Regions from separate parts of the Sus scrofa genome. Here region 1 is linked to region 2. Evidence: chromatin contacts called from public HiChIP or PLAC-seq data. All regions are on one chromosome and are shown on one strand. Each heading gives the region's core, a stretch centred on a gene start, on an enhancer-like site or on the middle of the called end of the contact. The rest is flanking DNA. Distances are from core to core; before and after follow the strand shown.

Region 1 (2,700 bases), core at 136-2,635, 66 kb before region 2:
GTGCTGTTTTAATTCACACCTCTGACCCTGACCACCACACCAAGGTAGCCAGGACTTGGGATCCATATAATATTAAGATTCTAACAAGAAGGCAAGCATATCAGTGTCACAGGAGCCAATTTCATCCTAACTGGGAAGGAACAGAGAGAGGTGGGGAGGAGAGACTGCAGGCCTCAGGGACAGAAGAAGAGGGGCTCGGTGTGTTCTGGCACATTCAGGGGAGGGTGGTGGCCAAGCACTACCCCCTCAAGCCCCGTGCTCCACGGACTCGCCATCTCCTTGGGCTTCTCTTCATGATGAGCTGGTCTGAGAACACAGTAAAAAATATGGCCACTTGTTGGCCTTCCCGGGCCCTCCTAAGGCTCTTTGTGCCTTCGTGCCTTCATCCCTTTGCACATGCGGTTCCCTCCTCTGGAATGCTCTTTCTCCCACTTTTTCACTGCTTGTGTTTCTGAGCTTCTGCAAAGACCTATCAGAGATCAAGTCCTCTGTGAGGCCTTTTCCCACTCCCAGGGCAAAGCTGGTCACTGGGGCATTTGAATAATTACCTTTAGCCCTCTCTATAGTTATCCATGTCTCCCACTATCCTGGGAGTTGCTCTCAGTCAGGGACCCCATCTTAGTAGGCCTTGTATCTCCAGTGTCTCAATTAGTAAGAGGCAGAGTAGTATTCTGCATTCGTGTATGAAACAGATGAGTGGAGCAGCATGAGAAGGAGCTGGCTGACTTGTCTCCTGTGAGAGCTAGGCCGGCCTTGCCAAATGTGCCCGTCATCACCCACAGATGCCGGGAAGCTGCTACATCCTTCGGGCCGGCAAGTGAAAGACCTGCCCTTAGGAGCTCACGGCTTAGAGGGAAAGGCTGCAGGCAAAAGCCAAAAGCACTAGTAAAACATAGTGTGTGAGTGCCCATGGGGTGGCAAGGGAGGTCAGGGGAGACTTCCCTAGGGAGGTGGGACATCAGCTGGACTTTGAAGAATGGGTCAAGCCATCTTAGTAGAGGAGGGCCTGGGCCTGCCTGGCAGGAGCCTCGCACTAGGACTTATGTTCAAGCCAGTCAGATGCAAATCTCTCCCACCACTGGATGTCATAAATCCATAGGTTAATGTGCTCCCATTTAATGGAGAGGGATGATGGACAGTGTCCCTGAAATGGGCTGGTCTCTTATGAATAAGAACACAGACCACTATCCTCCTGTGGTGCAAGTCCCACCACCTGCCCCTCCTGGGACCAGCCTCTCAGGAGGCACGTGGTGGGGTGAGTGGCAGCCTTTGGGGACAGGTGTGGTGGCCAGAACGTTCCTGGCACCACATCTGAGTGCTCATGGGAGCAGTCCAGCTTGTACACGGCTCAGACCAGATGATTCCTGAGGACAGAGTCAAAATAGTCCTGGCTGCTGGATGGCTGTCGGTTCGGTCAGCGCTACTTTTAGCACAATTGGAAAGGCTTGGGGCTAAGGGCGGGGAGGGGAATCCAGTGAGACAGTGGAAAGCCATCAAGCCCTGATGCCTGCTCTCTGATCACTATTTGGAGGAACTCCTCTAGAATCGGGAGGGAAGGGCATAGCGAGCAGCCCTCTAGGACAGATACAGAATAGACCAGAACGCTGCAGATCCCTCTCAGGGCCAGCGTGGGGCCTCATTGGACCAGGCAGTGCTGCTTGTGGTTAAGAGCACGGCCTTAGGAGAGGTCAAGTCCTGCACCCACCACTTCACCTGCTGTATGACTTTGGCAATTTATTGTTTTAGGTCTGCCATCCTTCGCTTCCTTGGCCTAACACGGAAATAACAAGATGGTGCCTACTCCTTGGCTTCAGGGACGATTGAATGAGATGACGCAGGCAAAGCACATGTGCTGTACCAACTCTGCACAGCATAGCCTCCCAGACACCACGACATTGACACTTCAGTCTCCAGGGAAGGGAAGTGTTTATTCTGAGTAGGTGTTTCATGGCACCACAGTTGTCCTCAGGAAGCTCCTCTGACATCTAACTTCTTTCCCTGACACCCCCCTTTGGCCCCATGACTCAACTTTCATCTGGGTTAAAGTGAAGCTGAAGGCATCTTTCCATCTGAAGAGTGGGTTCCTTGCAGGGTCCCGGGTTTGAAAGCAGCTTGAACCGGCTGGTTCATGGGCCCCTGGCCACTTCTTTCATGCAAAGCCCACCCTGAGATGGTCCACCCACCTCCTAGCCCATGCAGCAACAAGCAGGAGGCAGCAGCCTGCAGGTATGAGTTGGAGCTGCCTGTGGAGCAGGGCTCGGAGCCGGCTTTCTTTTCTCACTTTTCCACTGTGACCAGCACTGCACTGGGGTCAGCACAGCCTCCTGACCGATGGTGGTCACGTGGTCTGCTGGCTTCTTAGCATGGGGCTACCTGGGGGGTGGGGACAGAGACCAGCCAGAGGAAGGCAGCCTGGATGGCGAGAAGCCTTGAAACAGTCACATCTCATCACATCTAAGATGCCCTCAGTGGCAGGGCATACCTGACTTTGGAGATGCTAAAGAGGAAGAAAGGAGTGGTTTAGGATAGAGAGGGGCACAGGAGTCACCCCAGGAACCCCTGTCTCCTGCTATAGCTGCCCTTGCTCTTCCATTCCTCTCTTTTCCATTCCCCTCCCCCACTTAAAATTGTGCATACAGAGAAAAGCACAAAGAACTAAAATGCACGGCTTTGTGTATTATCACAGACACCCACATGACC
Region 2 (2,700 bases), core at 184-2,683:
CTTGCATGGGGTTGCCTGAACACGCCAATGATTTACATCTCCACGCCTTTGCTCCCACGGCTGCCTCAGCAGGATGTGTCCACACTTCCACACCCTGCCTCCCTCCTAACCACGTGTAAACTTACCCATCTTTCAGGACTCAGTTAGAGGGAACATCACCTCTTCAGGGAAGCCGTTCCCAATTCTCCACCACCCCCTGTCCCAGGTAGCTTTGACCCCTGCCGCATCTGCAGGTACATCGAACCTTATCACCTGTAACACGTCAGGGCCCTCATTTGTCTATCTCCCTGAGTGGACTGGGCTCCCAGCTCCCAGCACCATGTCTAGCTCCAGTAGGCTCCCAGTGTGTTTGTTAAATGACTGAATGACTGACAATGAGGAAATGAAAGAGTGATGTGTTAAAAGGCTCACTGATCCAAAATGCAGAGGAGTCAACCATGGCTCCTCCAAATATCTCCCAAGCCAGTTGGCCCAGGGGGAGGAAGGGCTGGTGGCAGGGCCAGGGAGGACCCATTCAGCTCAAAGAGGCTCCTGGACCAGCAGGCCTGGGCCACCTACATTCTGATTCCAGGAAGGACCAGGCAGAACACACTTTGGGAAAGTTACTTAGTGTAAAATGGGAGTCTTAATCAATTAATTAATTTAAAAGGGTTTGGTTTACAAAATGAGGCTTGAAAATGTCCACTGGCCCTGCCTGCCCTGCCAGGGTGGGGGTGTAGACTGGGATCTGAGCCCTTCACATCCCAGCTTGGTGTACTTTCCTGGGCACTGTCTGCTCCCCATCTTTCAGTCCATCTCTGGAGGACCCCTCTCTGTATAACAGTCCTTTAGGGTGTGTGTGTTTGTGTTGGGTCGGGAGGGGGATGTTTATAGCTAGAAACACATATTTGATATGCCTATTGTGTTCTCAATAAAAAGGGGAGTAATTAAAGTTCAATCCAATCTTGGCTACCAGAGACGTACAGAAGATAGAGTGAAAAATCAATGTTAGGGTCATGGGTGAAAGAAAGCTGGAAAACACCATTGTACTGTTCATGCCCACACTCTCAACAGCCCCGAGAGGCAGGGAGGGAAGAAGTCATTCCTATTTTACCAACGGAGAAAGGCCCAGAATGGAATATAAGTTCCATTAGGGTGGGAAATATTCACTTTGTACCCCTGGCCTGTAGTACAAGTGTCTGCAAGACCCACAGAAAGCACTTGGTATTTATTATATGGTTGAGTGAATGTAAGAAATAGTACTGCAACTACTTGCCCAAATTTGTAGATTTCATCAGCTGCAGAGTGGGACAGGCCAAGGATTTCTGAACTTCTACCCCACTGAGTTGGATCACCCCACTCTTCCTCCTCCTCAAACTCCAAGGACAACCCGCACTGCCTGCTGGGCTCACCCATCCCCCTCCCGCAAGCCACGCAGTCATTGGAGCTCCTAGAAGATCGACCGGAAAGGGGGGGCCAAAGGGTTCCAGTGCCTCAGGCCCGCTGCTGACGGATCACCTGTTCCCTGATTTATTTTAAGCTTTGGCTGCTTGGGCCATTAACTATTTTTGTAGCTGTTTAGAGCACTCATCCTTCTTGGAGGCCAAGGGATAGACAATAACATGTCTGTGTTCTTGGTAAATATAAGATTTCAGGTAGGTTCATCAAATAAAAACCCTAGGCAGGGCCACAAGAGTAAGTATTTCTTCTAGCAAAGTCCAGTTGATGGTTCAGCATCACCTAAGTGAGGCATAAAGGTCCCACAGTCAGACCCGAAGGCTCTTTTACCCTTTGCTACAACCAAGAATCCAGGTCCGAGTGAGTTGGAGTTCAGGGACACGTCCAGTTTAAAGACATGGGTGGCCCAAGCAGGCCGGGGAGAGAGGTCACCATGCACAAAGAGAAGAAAGGCCCAGCAGAAAATAAAAAAAAAAAAGAAAGAGAGGAGTGGGTTTTGATGAGTCAAAGTGAGAGAAGGCAGGTCACCCATATGGTCCCTGGGTGTTGGCCCCAGGGGCAGAGGGGGCCGTCAATCACAGCCACAGAAAAGGCTTAGGGGGACTTTCAAAGCGGTGGAATTAACTCTATTTGCGGCAGAGCAAATGTGTCTGACCGGCAGCTGAGCAGAAGGCCCTGCAAGGCAGGGGGCTCCAGCCCTTAAAGGGATGAGAGGAATGGAAAGTGTGAAAACATCTGAACCCGCTTCTGCCATCCCAGCTGCATGGCCTGGAAGGGGGAGTGGGCATTCATAGTACGGGCCTGGCCATGCCCCCTCCACCTCCAGTTAATGAAATCAGCCTAAGGATCCTAACAACTGATCAAAGCCTGTCCAGCTTCCCCAGATGTCTGCTTCCCTGGTTCCACCCAGAGGGGGAAGGATGCTGGGATAGGGAGGGAAAGAAGGTGCTCAGGGGGCAAGAGAGATGCCCTCCCCAACCCGGCTGGCCCAGCCTTAGCCTTCTGGGTGTGGGATTCATGGGACAGCATCATCTTGACCCCACATCTCCTGGCATAGTGTCCTGCGGTCCTGGACGCCATTCACCTGGCTCTGAGGGTTGTGGGAGGAGGGAGGGAGTGGAGAGTCCCAAGCAAATGTGTGACTTCCTTCTGAAGTTAGCTTCCCACACTGGTCCTGTACTGGGAGTCCTGACTTTGCCTGTCTTGCCTCCCTCTGGTCAATAATGTGGCAGCATCCTGGGTGAATTGCCAAAACCCTTTCCA

The links. HiChIP or PLAC-seq counts read pairs in DNA pulled down with a chosen protein or histone mark.
Region 1: an H3K27ac HiChIP or PLAC-seq map of skeletal muscle shows a contact between it and region 2. The contact joins two enhancer-like sites. A contact is called at or near these places in 7 of 47 Hi-C or Micro-C datasets (embryonic fibroblasts, epiblast stem cells, liver and 1 more) and 1 of 2 datasets of contacts at active chromatin or transcription factors (skeletal muscle).

The regions. Positions count from the first base shown.
Region 1 is chr9:52,599,921-52,602,620 of Sscrofa11.1, reverse strand. All of the region lies in intron 11 of PKNOX2 (homeobox protein PKNOX2), which reads right to left. Among named protein-coding and RNA genes, the nearest start is that of FEZ1, 71 kb to the left of the region's middle. Within about 2 kb of position 1,385, at least 2 of the 83 cell types and tissues checked have an H3K27ac peak or open chromatin away from gene starts, as enhancers often do. A contact at or near this core is called in skeletal muscle, where this site is marked.
Region 2 is chr9:52,534,139-52,536,838 of Sscrofa11.1, reverse strand. The region is part of intron 5 of PKNOX2 (homeobox protein PKNOX2); the gene reads right to left. Among named protein-coding and RNA genes, the nearest start is that of FEZ1, 140 kb to the left of the region's middle. Within about 2 kb of position 1,433, at least 4 of the 83 cell types and tissues checked have an H3K27ac peak or open chromatin away from gene starts, as enhancers often do. A contact at or near this core is called in skeletal muscle, where this site is marked.